Regions from separate parts of the Urocitellus parryii genome. Here region 2 is linked to region 1. A link is a contact called in public Hi-C data. All regions are on one chromosome and are shown on one strand. Each heading gives the region's core, a stretch centred on a gene start, on an enhancer-like site or on the middle of the called end of the contact. The rest is flanking DNA. Distances are from core to core; before and after follow the strand shown. Region 1 holds the start of Nphp3 (nephrocystin 3). Region 2 holds the start of Tmem108 (transmembrane protein 108).

Region 1 (6,153 bases), core at 2,558-5,057:
TTCCAAGGTGCTAGAAATGAAACTGCCGTCCTTTCAGGACCTGGCCTCAGAAACAGTATCACTTTTGCCATAGTCTATGGTCAAATCCACTACAAGCTCAGATTCAAGAAGGAGTCATAAACAGACTGGTCTCGTGGGCAGGTAACCCTAGGAAGAACACCACATGCAACCTCACAGGGTCCCACACTTGGGCCATTACATTTTCATCTGGCACCATGTCCCACAAATTGTAGCCTGTCCTAGTCATAAACTTCACCTTTCAATTGGAGGAATGTTAAAAAAAATTATAGTCATTTTTAATCAGTCACAAACCACCTGCCAGAGATTTTATTCCTTACTGTATCTCTGTGTTCAAAGTCACCCTTTCAAAAAGCTAAGTGAAGGAGGTAGGTTAAATTCACCTCCTTACATAAAGAAAAAAAAAACAGATAATGAGATTGGAAATTAGACTAAACTCTGTCATGTTTCAGGATTACAAAACACACTGAAAACCAACCATCCTATTAAAGAGCTTACTAGCTGGCAGTTTCAGTTGGCTAAAACCTTTGAGCTCACTCACAGATTTGATCACTTCAGCATTGACAAGTGGTTATCCAGGATCATACATAGGGTACCTGATAAGAAAGACTACCAGTAATCACTATATAGGGGTACATCTCCAGGTTCTTGATAAACCTAGATTTGTGCTTTGGGGCGTCTGCCAAGCCATTTAAAAATTAAAGACATCTGTGACAACCAGTTCATATGCATTTTTCTTTTTTGTTTTTTTGTTTGACAACGGGGGCCACACTGCTCTCTTTAGACACATCAGTCATTTGATCTACATTTTGTACTCAAGAAATACTCAAAAGCAACAAATGGCATAACAACAATAACAGTAGCTACCCCAAACCCCAAATCCATAGAAGGTAGATGCAATGAATGGAAAACGGAGTCAGGAAACAAGTACAGTGCTAAGCACAGAGTATGAAATGGTTATTGAATTGCAATTGTTGATGTGATAAACTTTCAAAGAGTCTGATTATTAAGGAAACTTTCTTAGAGAAAGAATGGAGGGTTGGCAGAGAGAACTGAAATAGAAACCAAACACAGTAGTATGAAAAAATAAAAAATTAGCCTGACAGAGGTGAAGAAACATGCATAGAGAGATGTTACTAGATTGATAAGAGGTGAGTAAAGAAGAGATGATTGCTTCAGAGCACTCAGTCCCATACTGCAGAATCTAAACTTACCCCACGAACTGTGGGTAGTTGGTGCAGTTTATCCCTTTTGGTTAGGGGAAACAGGTGAAGCCTATTTTATTATGCAAGAGTCTCAGTCTTCAGCTGAGACACATTCCAAAGCAGATGCAGTACTAAGATGCAAAAAAAATTAAAGGAATTGGTCAGAAACCTACAGGATGATCCTTAAATCCCTGATCCACATTGAGGGTACAGACATTGGAAGTTAGAGATCAGAAAAGATTTGAAAAGGTAGAAGGTTCTTAGGATCTATGGAAAATTTCCCTTTCTCTCGGGAGACTACCTGAAGAAATTACTATATTTTCCTTGAATTCTGAAGAACACAATGGCCTGAAGAAAATCTAAATGGCCAAAGAAAGGACCAACTACTTTGAAGGAGGGAGTGAAGGAGAGAATTGAATTAGAATTGGTCAGCATTCCCAGAGTCCTTTGGGAATTAGAATTGGCCAGCATTCCCAGAGTCCTTTGAGGAAAAGGCTGTTGTTTACTTTGGGGTAGATGTGATGTCTGAAGGATTTGACCTCTAGCCACTGGAAGTCCTGCCATCAGACAGCTCTCAGCTGTCAATGTCCATCAGCTACAGAGAGTGGAGACTGGCCTAATTGGAGATAAAGTTCCAGACCTCCCCCCCCCAAATTAGGACTAAATTATGCATGGCCATCCCAGTTTCAAAACTTTCTACAGGATTGGCTGAGGTCCCCATTGAGACCACAGGACAGCTTCGACTTTTCCTTCTGACCAATCTTGCTTCTTTCTTTTCCGTTCCACAAGCATTAATCCCAAGGGCACACCTTAACAAACTCTTGCACAATTGTCTCCATCTCAGGATCTGCTTTTCAGAAAACCAGACCCACAACACCTGTGGATCACAGGTGGGTACCATAGTTGAACCAGCATGGATTATCTTAAAAGTTTTTCAAGGAGGACCCAAGACCAATGATCAGACATTAATGGAGAGGATGCTTAAAGTATTACTGGATTCCTTATAGCTGGAATAAAATTACATCAGCCCTGGTCAACAGAATAAAAAATTAAAGACTTCAAGCAATGGGAGAGAGGTGGCAGGCTGGAGAGGGGGGGCTGGTATTTTGAAGAATTTACAAAATTGCCTAAGAAAGAAAGAGCCAGCTTTATTACCCAGTCCAAAAAGCAACAATATCCAGCTCACAAGTGACAAATACCACCTTTCCTGCCCTCATCTGGTCCTTTCCATTGTATCCTAAATTCCAATCTGCAGAGTTTAGCAGGAAGAGGGTCAAAATCACAAAACAGAATAACGAGGAAAATAGGAACAAACCTCTCTCTAAGCAACCTAATGCAGTTTCTCTCTCTCTCTCTCTCTCTCTCTCTCTCTCTCTCTCTTTCCTTAAATCCAACCCTTCCTGCAAATACTATGATACTCTTTATATTTTTAATTGGTGAGTTGCCTCACAGTTCCTTTGATGTATGGTCCCCAATGTCTTATTGCCACAGTTATAAAATCTGGCCTTCTCTAAGGTTGTCCCTAATGGTCTCCGGTTTTAAAACCTAAAAGTTCTTTCTTGGCTGGTACTGTGTCTTCCTGGACATTCTATCTACATGCATCCTAAGATACACACATCGTGATGTGGCTCAGTGGTAAAGCACCTCTGGTTCAATCCCTAGTTAAAAAAAAAAAGGTGTAGGGGGGTGGCATCACAAGAGGCACATAATAGGTGCTCAATCCATTTCTCAGATTTCCCAAATGCCTGCAGAAAGGAGTCCATGGTCAGGAGGGACAACAGCAGCGACAGAAATAGTAACATCGGATGTGAAGCAGCTAGATCCAGGTCGGTGCTCACTGTGCGGTCTGCCTGCCACGGAGCCTCAATTTGGGCACAGGAATCAGAGAGCAGCCCCGACGTCCCGCTGGCCGGTCCAGCTGGGCCCTGTAACAGTACTGGTCAGATTTGGCAGCCAAGAAGCTAGCTGTTCGCCGCTGCTCGCCCTGTCCTTCTCCCTGTCCCGCCACCGCCTGCAACCACTCTCCGAAAAATCCTTCCCTTCTCGGCGCAATCCTGCTGCCAAGCCCTGCTGCCTTAGCCCCTCGCGTCTCTTGCGGAACAGCCTGGTTTCCTGCTGACCCCGCCCCTCTGCCCCGCCCTTGCGGATGCCCCGCCCCGCTGTCCAGCCCCGCCCCGCCCCGCTCCTCCAGTCCCGCTCAGCCCCGCCTTGCTGTCCAGCCCCGCCCAGCTGTCCAGCCCCGCCCCACTGCCCCGCCCCGCCCCGCTGTCCAGCCCCGCCCCGCCCTGCTCCTCCAGTCCCGCCCCGCCCCGCCCTGCTGTCCAGCCCCGCCCCGCTGCCCCGCCCCGCTGCCCCGCCCCGCCCTGCTGTCCAGCCCCGCCCCGCCCTGCACCTCCAGTCCCGCCCCGCCCCGCCCTGCTGTCCAGCCCCGCCCTGCTGACAAGCCCCGCCCTGCTGACAAGCCCCGCCCTGCTGTCCAGCCCCGCCCCGCTGTCCAGCCCCGCCCCACTGCCCCGCCCCGCTCCGCCCCGCTCCTCCTGTCCCGCCCCCTCCTGGTACCCAGCAGACGCTTTGCGGTGGACCCTGGCGCCATGGGGACAGCCTCGTCCCTGGTGAGCCCCGCGGGCGGAGAGGTGATCGAGGACACTTACGGGGCTGGCGGCGGCGAGGCCTGCGAGATCCCGGTAGAGGTGAAGCCCAAGGCCCGCCTGCTGCGCAACTCGTTCCGCCGGGGGGCGGGGGTGGCGGCGGCGGCCGGGCCCGGGTCACTGCCCCGCGCGGCGGGCAGCGGCGGGCTACTGGGCGCCAGCTTCAAGTCCACCGGCTCGTCGGTGCCGGAGCTGGAGTACTCAGCGGCCGAGTACGAGCGGCTCAAGAAAGAGTACGAGATCTTCCGGGTCAGCAAGAACCAGGAGTTGTTGTCCATGGGCCGCCGCGAGGCCAAGCTGGACACCGAGAACAAGCGGCTGCGGGCCGAGCTGCAGGTAACGCGGGCGCGCACCCGAGGCGGCCGGGACTCTGGGGAAACTGAGACCCAGAACGACCTGCCCATACTGTGCAGCAGATTGGTGGCACTGCTAGGTTGCACCCCGGACGCCTGACCCGTCCCTTGTCCACCGTGTCCCCTCTCCAAATGAAATACTATAAAAAGTGGAAGAGAAAATTTCCCTCATTTTGAGGGGCCATTCATTTCGTGAGTCCAAACTGATTTCTTTTCAGCTGTGCTCCCCCGTTTCGATTTGTGGTTCATTCATTCAGACACCTTAAAGTAATTAGCTAGGGAGTGCCCCGAAGCCTCAAATGCCAGTCCCCAGGAAGTAGGCTCTGAAGCCTGCACACCAAGACTGGTGGCATATGTTGGAGAAACTACACATTCCTCCTGGTCCTGCTACCCTGCCGCCAGTTTTACATACCGCCAGGGTGGGCTCATGGCCCATTTGTGAAGTTCCAGAGCTGCTGGGTTTTAATGATCTTGATGTGAATTATTCTGGAAGCCTCCTGGTTTTCACCATCCAACTGCTGTGGTTGCAAATCTTACCTGAATGTAATTAGAGCCCCTTAGTCCATATCATTATTAATTTGCTCGGAGCAGTTTTTGCAGCCTCCTTTGTAACAGATACATTTTAATTCATTGATAGTATATAAAGCAAAAGATTATTGCCTGAGCAGAATTCTGAGACATTATGCCATCTCTTTTGGACTCCTCTGAAGGTTATTGTGTTGTTTATTTACTCTACTGTGATTGAGACTTCTAGGCAGCTCAAGAGTTCCTGGGCTTATCACAGTAGGAATTAAATGAATACCTCAGATTCATTTATATAAAATAAGGAAGCCCCTTTTCCAGTCTGGGCATTCTAAATCGGGTTTTCTTATTTCACCCCTTCACTAGCCATTATATGTTATAGAGTTAGCATGTTATCTGCGAAGATATATTTGGCATTAGTCTGTTATCAGTTTCCCACTGGATGGACTTAATGCACTTGAGTACATAAAGTGAACTTGTGTATTTCAGATATCTGATTTCATGTGTCCAGGCCACTGCCCAGTGAACACTGCATGTTGAAAATCACTGTGAGTTGACAGGTAGAAAAGAAGGCCAAACTAAACAGGGCAGAGTGTGGAGAGGGTTGACAAATGTCACAGTTCCAGATTACTCCTGTTACCAATCCTGATTCCTTGTGTCCCATTTGGTTCCTTTCTCACCTATGTAGGCATGAAAATCTCTTCCATATTTATTTTAGTCAGTAGTCAGACATTTTTACTGGGAGTCTGCAGTATATTAGGCACTATGAAGCGCTCAGGGTATAATAATGACTAAGATATAGTGCCAAGGAGTGCATAGACTCCCAGAATTAACTGTCGTTCAAGTTAAGCCTTACAAGGTGTATTTTCTTTTTAAAGATAGAAAAACTGAGCCATAGGGAAGTTAAGAGCCAGAGCAGTATTTTTTAAAGTATTAATTTCCATTGTTGAAGTGTCTTATTATAGTTCAGGCATATTTGCATTTGTTAATTATGTATTTTAATAAAATGGCAACATGAAATTCTTGATAACTGATAAAAATAGTAAATTATTAAAACCCTAAGCTATGTAATGTAAAGGCACAAATGTAAAATTTGGGAGAGAGATTATTTTTGAGAAGGAATAACAAGGTAAATTATTCCAGGCACTCCAGAAAACTTATCAGAAGATACTTCGAGAAAAAGAAAGTGCTTTAGAAGCAAAATACCAAGCAATGGAGAGAGCAGCTACATTTGAACATGACAGAGATAAAGTTAAGCGGCAATTCAAGGTAAATTCCCTACATTTTTACCTCAGAATGACACAGAATAAAAACAATGTATTTTTAAAAGTTTCTAGAATATTGCAATGAATAAATAAATTATGTAGAATTTTCATAAGAACTAGTGTAGAGCACTTTTTCATTTTT
Region 2 (6,220 bases), core at 670-3,169, 570 kb before region 1:
GTTACTGTAGGGTCTGGCAGGCTGCCCAGGAGGCAGGGCAGTGTCATGGCAGGAGCACTGGCTGGAAGGTGCTCTAAGGTCCAGTCCCAGCCCTGCCTGTGACTCTTGGAACCTGAGTAAGCTTTTTACTTTTTTTTTTCTTCTTCTTTTTTTTTTTCCTGAAAAATACATGGTTGGATTAGATTGTCTGTAAGGTCCTCCCCAGCTCTTGGGAACTGTGGCTTTATGACCTGAGGACATTTGAGCCATGGCCTGGTGGGTCCCAGAACCAGGGACAGGGTGAAGCTGTGATTCTTGTCTCCTGCTCCCTGGTTTCCTGGGACTCAGGGAACCTTGCAGCCCACTGGGTGGGGGTGGGAGAACTCTAGGGCGAAGGATGAGTACTGTTGGCATGGTGGGTGGAGAGGGAGGAGGGAGGGGAGTGGGGAGAAGCCAGGCACTTACAGCAGGAGGAGATGGGTACGCTGATGGCCAGGATCACCCAGACGATGTCCATCTTGCTCAGGCAGATGGTGGTTCTGTGCTGGGGCTTGTCTCCTTCAGCCACGTGGGAGATGTTCCCTGCTGTTCCGGGCTTCCAGGTCCCGGCGGGGACCAGGCGGTTGAGGAAGTTTCCTGTGGCTGTGGACACCACGGTGGAGAGAGGACTGGGCACCCTGTCGGTCACGGTGGGGGAGGCCGCTGCCTCCTCCTCGGCTGGAGAAACAGTGTTTTCTGAGGCCCCGGGGGGACGGGCTGGGGCCTGTGGGGTTGTGGATGCTCCCTGAGGAATCCCCTGGGAAGGGGCTGAGCCACTGGCATCAAAGGCAGCCTGTGTGGACCCCGGGGCAGCTGGGAAGACCCCAGAGCTGCCAGACGGAGGTCTGTTGGTGCCAGGGGTGACAGTAAGCCAAGAGTCACTGTGGCTGGGGCTGTCCTGCACGTCACCACGGGGGCGTTGAGAAGGCACTGGGGCAGGTTGTGGACGGGCAGGGGCACCTGAGGCAGCGGTGGCGACCGGCTCCCCTCCTGGGCTGGTGAAGGTGGGGACACCCCCCTGGTCTGCTCTGCTAAGGCTTGGCTTGTCCTCTGCAGGCACCGCAGGGGTAGTGGGGGGTGCCCACGAGGTACTTCCGGATGCTGTGGTCACAGCCACTGTCTGGGGCTGTGGCGAAGAGGCGTTCCCCCAGGGTGGTGTCCTGGGGGAAAGGACCAAGGGTTCGGGGTCCACAGACCCTGTGAAGTTGCCCTTGTAGATCTGGAATATCTTCCCCAGGGGTCGCTTCGGCCCCAGGTGCGTGGAGCTCTGATTGCGTCCTCGCTGGCCTTCTTTCCTCCCAGAGTAGCCGCCACCGGGGGCAGGTGGGACAGGGCGCAATGAACCCCCAGCCCCCTTTCGGGAAGAGCCGGGGGGCCTGGGGGGCCTGCGGGTGGTAGCCCGGGGGACTGCGGCGGTGGGCCGGCTGGTGACTCCTGTTGGCTTTGTCAGCAGGATGGTGGGGGCGGCCTCCCCCGGGGGGCGGCCCTCTGAATGCGAGGGTGTGGTTGCCATAGGAACTGGAGGGGAACCTGTGAGCAGGGGCCTTTCGGGAGGGGGGGTGGTTGCTGTCACCACGACGGTGGGAACAGTGTTTGTAGGAGGGTGCCCATCTGGATGGGCTGTCGTTGCCGTGGTAGCTGCGGCCTGTGAGGAGGGTTCATCGGCATGGGGGTTCGTCGCCGTGGAGGAGGGTCTTGTAGGGCTGTGGGATGCTGTCACCATGGTGCCTGGGGGACTGCCTGAGGGGAGGACCTGGAGAGATTCCCTGGGAGATGGTTCCTGGACAGCAAGTACCAGTGCTTCGGTCAGTGCCAAGGTCAGGAGGAAGCCTGGAGAGGGAGACAGAGAGGAGAGGTGAGGTCCCCGAGGAGCTGTTTTTAGGGGCTCCCTCCTTACCCATGACCTTAGAAAGCTTTGGGATTGCAGGGGATGCATCAGGAGCATTTTTGAGGCTCACACTGATGCATGACACTCAGTGGGACACAGAACCATATGTGCAGCTGGACATGCCTATGGCGTAGGTGCCACCAGCACAGGCTAGGAAGAGATGCCAGCACCAGGAGACCCAGAGCCAGTGGAACTGGCTAGACCGTCCTTTCTCAAATGTCTTAGGCCATTAGCCTCTGCCTAAGGCAAAGCAGGAGCCTCAGAGGCTGTGGCTTCCACGGTACCTCGTCTTCTACAGCTAAAGAGTGAGCAAGGCCAGCTTGGCCACATGAGCCACTCAGAACTGCCTGAGGAAGGCCGGCCGGGCAGAGCGAACCAGCTCCCCTTCCCTTCTCTGAACTGGACAAAGGTACAAATGTTGAGCCTCTGCTCACCAAGACCGAATCACCAAACAATTAAAGAGGGGCTACCCTCTCCTTGACCCTGAGGACCCCAAATGGAGCAGGGCAGCACCTGGCCCTGGATGAGCTTGCATAAATCCACAAACAATCCTAAAAGAAGGCAGAGGTGTCTCAGTGTCAAAGAGGAGGGACAGAAGGAAGGGGACACTGGTCCAGGGAAAGGGCATCCAGACCAGACACCCATAAAGCACTTGATACAGAGTTTGGAATAGAAAACACACTCTATGCAAGCCAGCTGGCATTGTAATTTTTGTTATTAGTAACAGCTCTTCCGATGGCACCTAAGTGGCTGAACTCTGAAAAATCTCCTGGGTGGTACCCAGTCTTTTTGAGTAGGAGGAGCCCTTTTGAACATTAAAAAAAAAATTGCATGATAGTCAATGTGTGTACTTTTTAGTTCATTGAAAAGATGCAAAAGATAAAAACCTATACATTTAAAAACATTTCTAAATATGCATGGTCTTATTAATCTTAGCAGCATGAGTCAGTCTTTAAAAATAATATCTCATATACACCGTCGGATCCCTCAGATCACAGACTGCCAGGTGGACTGGGCCCGCACGTGGGTTAGGAAGAGCTGGTCTCTCCTGCTGAGGAGCGGCAGACATTTCCTAGGTCCTGATTCTGACCTGCCCACTCCCCTTTGTTCATATGAACACACTTCTTTGCGATTCTAGACTTTGGCCCCTGGACTAACTTTGTCAGAGCTCTTGTCCAGATTCCAGCAGGACATATGGTCAATGCAGGGGCCCCAAATGGGATTCACACACTGGCTGGGAGGGCCAGCAGCTGCTGACAGGGCAGGGACCCAAAGCTCTGTGATCACCTTAGGTACGTGTGTAGACCCCTGTGCCTCTCACCTGAACTTCTAAGTGAGAGGTGAAGGGTTAAGTAACTTGGGGTTGAGTGAAGGTTACCATGCCCATCATCCCTAGGACCAATAATGGGCCCTAAGCAGCCTATTCTTTTAGGCATTCATTCATGGCTTCAATCATACATCAACAGAGCACCTGGCTTATTTCAGTCAGTCCTAAAAATGTGCTTGATTTAATCCTCACAACCACTTTGCACAGTGGGAAACTGAGGCTCGAAGAGATCATATCAGAAGTATGTGAAACCAGTGTTATCTCTAAAATGTATGCTTTTTCTGGTCAACTGCCCCCATTAATGCAGGAAGAGGAAGAGGAACCTAAATTGCAACCACAAAAGAAACAATGTGTTGCTATGCTTGTTGGCTCTGTGTTATTTCAGCTCCCCCTTCACCCCGCCCCATACACCTTGCACCTTAGCACCAAAGGAACAGTCTTGAGGCTGATGGGCAATCGCCAATGTTTCATAGAATATTCCCTTAAAAGCCCCCAGGTTGTTTCATGAGTGACTTGGTCTGATATAAATGTTGTTAAGACCTGAATTGTGTCCCCCACCCTGAATTTATATATGGAAGTTCTAACCCTCAAGAATCTCAGAATGTGACTATATTTGGAGATAATCAAGTTAAAATGAGGCCAATAGGGCAACTTTAATCTGGCCAACTGGTGTTCTTCTAAGACGAAGAGATTAGAACCTACAGAGTGACACCAGGGGCTTTGTCTGCAGAGGGATGAAATTGTGAGGTCAAAGCAGAAAGTGTGTAGGTGGTAGGAAAGAGGCCTCAGGAATCCAACCCTGCTGCCATCTTCATTTTGGACTTCCTGCCTCCAGAACCCATAAAGAGGTATTTTGTTATAGCAGCCTAGCCAACTAATACAAACTAATACAAGCATTTGTCTGAAAAGGGAGAGACAGAAACAGGGGCTTGTGTGCAGGCAGTTTATATTGGAGGTGATGTGAGGTCAGCTGTCGGGGTCTGAGATGAGTGAAATAGGGAAAAACCATCCGGGGCAGCTCTGAGATGATGGGATGGGCAACTCAAACTCACTGGGTATGTCTGAGGAGCTGGGTATGCTGAACCCCACATTGCCTGCTTGGAGAATACTCCTCACCTAGGGGCTGTCCTCTGCACTAGCCTGCACTAGCCGAGTGGGCCTCCCCTGCACTCACTCCCTGGACCTCATGAGGCTGAGTCAGGGAAGCCTTGGGCCTAGGGTCTGACAGATTATGCCTGCACTCAGCTGATGGGGCTGCAACAGCTGGAGTTAAACCATAGACTCCTGAGGATTGCCGGGGCAAAGCCCCAGATGTGTCTGATACAATCACAACCCAGAGACTAAGGACACAGTGGTCTTTTGGCAGAGTCCAGGGTGGCACAGAGGTTTGGGAAAGATACCAACTGGCCCCACGGACAGGCTTGCTGTGAAAGAGCAGCCACTCTGGCCTCCAGGAGAATTTTTTTCAGAGGCAGAGGGGTTATAAGGCCTAGTCTTCAAAATACTCAGGGAGAGAAATTGCCCTGACTTCCCCACTGTGAGCACTGCACAGGCTCAGAGCCTCCCGGCAGGAAGCCCAAAGAACTTGCTAGAACTTACTCTGTAAGTCTCTTGGCCCTTGCTGCTGCTGTTTTTCTGCATCCTGGAAGTTATAAGTCCTCTCTAGGAGGACTGTGAAATGACCTCTCAGCCACTTCTTTAATCTTTTTTTTTTCCTTCTTCTTTCAGTACTGAGGATTGAACATAGGGGTGCTTAACCACTGGGCAACACCTCCAGTCCTTTTAAATTTTTTATTTGAGACAGGGTCTGGCTCAGTTGCTTAGGGCCTCATGAAGTTGCAGAGCCTGGCCTGAAACTTATCCTCCTGCTTCAGCCTTCGGAGTTGCTGGGATTACGGGTGTGAGCCGCTGTGTGAGATTAGAGTGAATCCTTGATATAACGAACAGGTACGGCCATCATAGGCTTTTACCTGGAGGATGACACTTGGACGTCACAATGAAGAGCCCTGAAGTTCACCTAATGCAATCCCTTCATTGCACACAGGGAGACACTGGCGGAAGGGACTTGTTGGAGAACACACAGCTGGCTGGGGAGACGGCCAGGACCACGGGACCATGGGACCACGGGACCACGGGACCACGGCCATGATTTCAAAGCAACTTTTCAATTGTATCATAAAATCATGGCCCCAACATGCCCTTCCACCACCATTGCCACCTTCATTATGGAAATCAGACAGGAGTTCACCTCTCCTCCTTGGCACGAAATGTTAGCAACTGAATGTGATGCACACTGTCACAATAAACGTGCAAGGCCTTCAACCTGGGCTCCCCTAACACATGCAAATTTTCATTCAAGACCCTTTGTGCTGGCCTACACACTCCCCTCCCCACAATCTGGGGCTACTGCTGTTTTGCATATCATTTGCATTGATTTGCATAATGGACTCTGGAGGCTCTAATTCCAAATATCAAAGAGAGACTAAAACGAAAATCTAGCTTGACATGCTTAAAATGTGGAACCAATTTTTAAAACGTGTCAGAATAAGGGTAGGTGTTGGGGATGGAAGCCCACAGATTGACAGATGCCCAGATGTCGCAGGAAGACTTCCTTCTTCCTAGAATTCCACTGCATAAGTGATCTCAGGAGCCAAGGGAAGGAAAGGGACTCCTTCTCGTGTGTTTATTTGGTTGGCTGCCTGTACTCCATAGTGGGCATGACATTTGCATCTGGCAAAGGCAATTGGTAAAAAAAAAAAATGTCTAGTATTGTTTAATACACTGAGCAATTCCTATGTGCCACGTACTACTCAAAGGTAACCTGCATGGACATACTTAATCCTCTAGCAACCTGATGAGGCAGGTACTATTACTAGCTCCCTGTTACAATTGAGAGAAAGAAGCCAGAGGGGTAGAGGAACCCGTTCATGGTCACACAGCTGGGGAATGGCAAGCCGGGATTAGAACCTGGGAAGTGTAGCCCTGGA

Evidence for each region. A called contact is a pair of places that touch in the nucleus more often than the background predicts.
Region 2: a Hi-C map of liver shows a contact between it and region 1, with 8 times the contacts expected there. The contact joins the promoter of Tmem108 here to the promoter of Nphp3 in region 1. A contact is called at or near these places in 2 of 2 Hi-C or Micro-C datasets (liver and muscle).

The regions. Positions count from the first base shown.
Region 1 is chr2:97,412,667-97,418,819 of mUroPar1.hap1, reverse strand. It overlaps Nphp3 (nephrocystin 3), which reads left to right and starts at 3,807. Exons shown (of 27, transcript XM_026384032.2): 1 at 3,807-4,207; 2 at 5,890-6,015. The coding sequence starts at 3,815.
Region 2 is chr2:97,982,282-97,988,501 of mUroPar1.hap1, reverse strand. It overlaps Tmem108 (transmembrane protein 108), which reads right to left and starts at 1,919. Exons shown (of 4, transcript XM_077795492.1): 1 at 1,916-1,919; 2 at 445-1,848. The coding sequence starts at 1,919.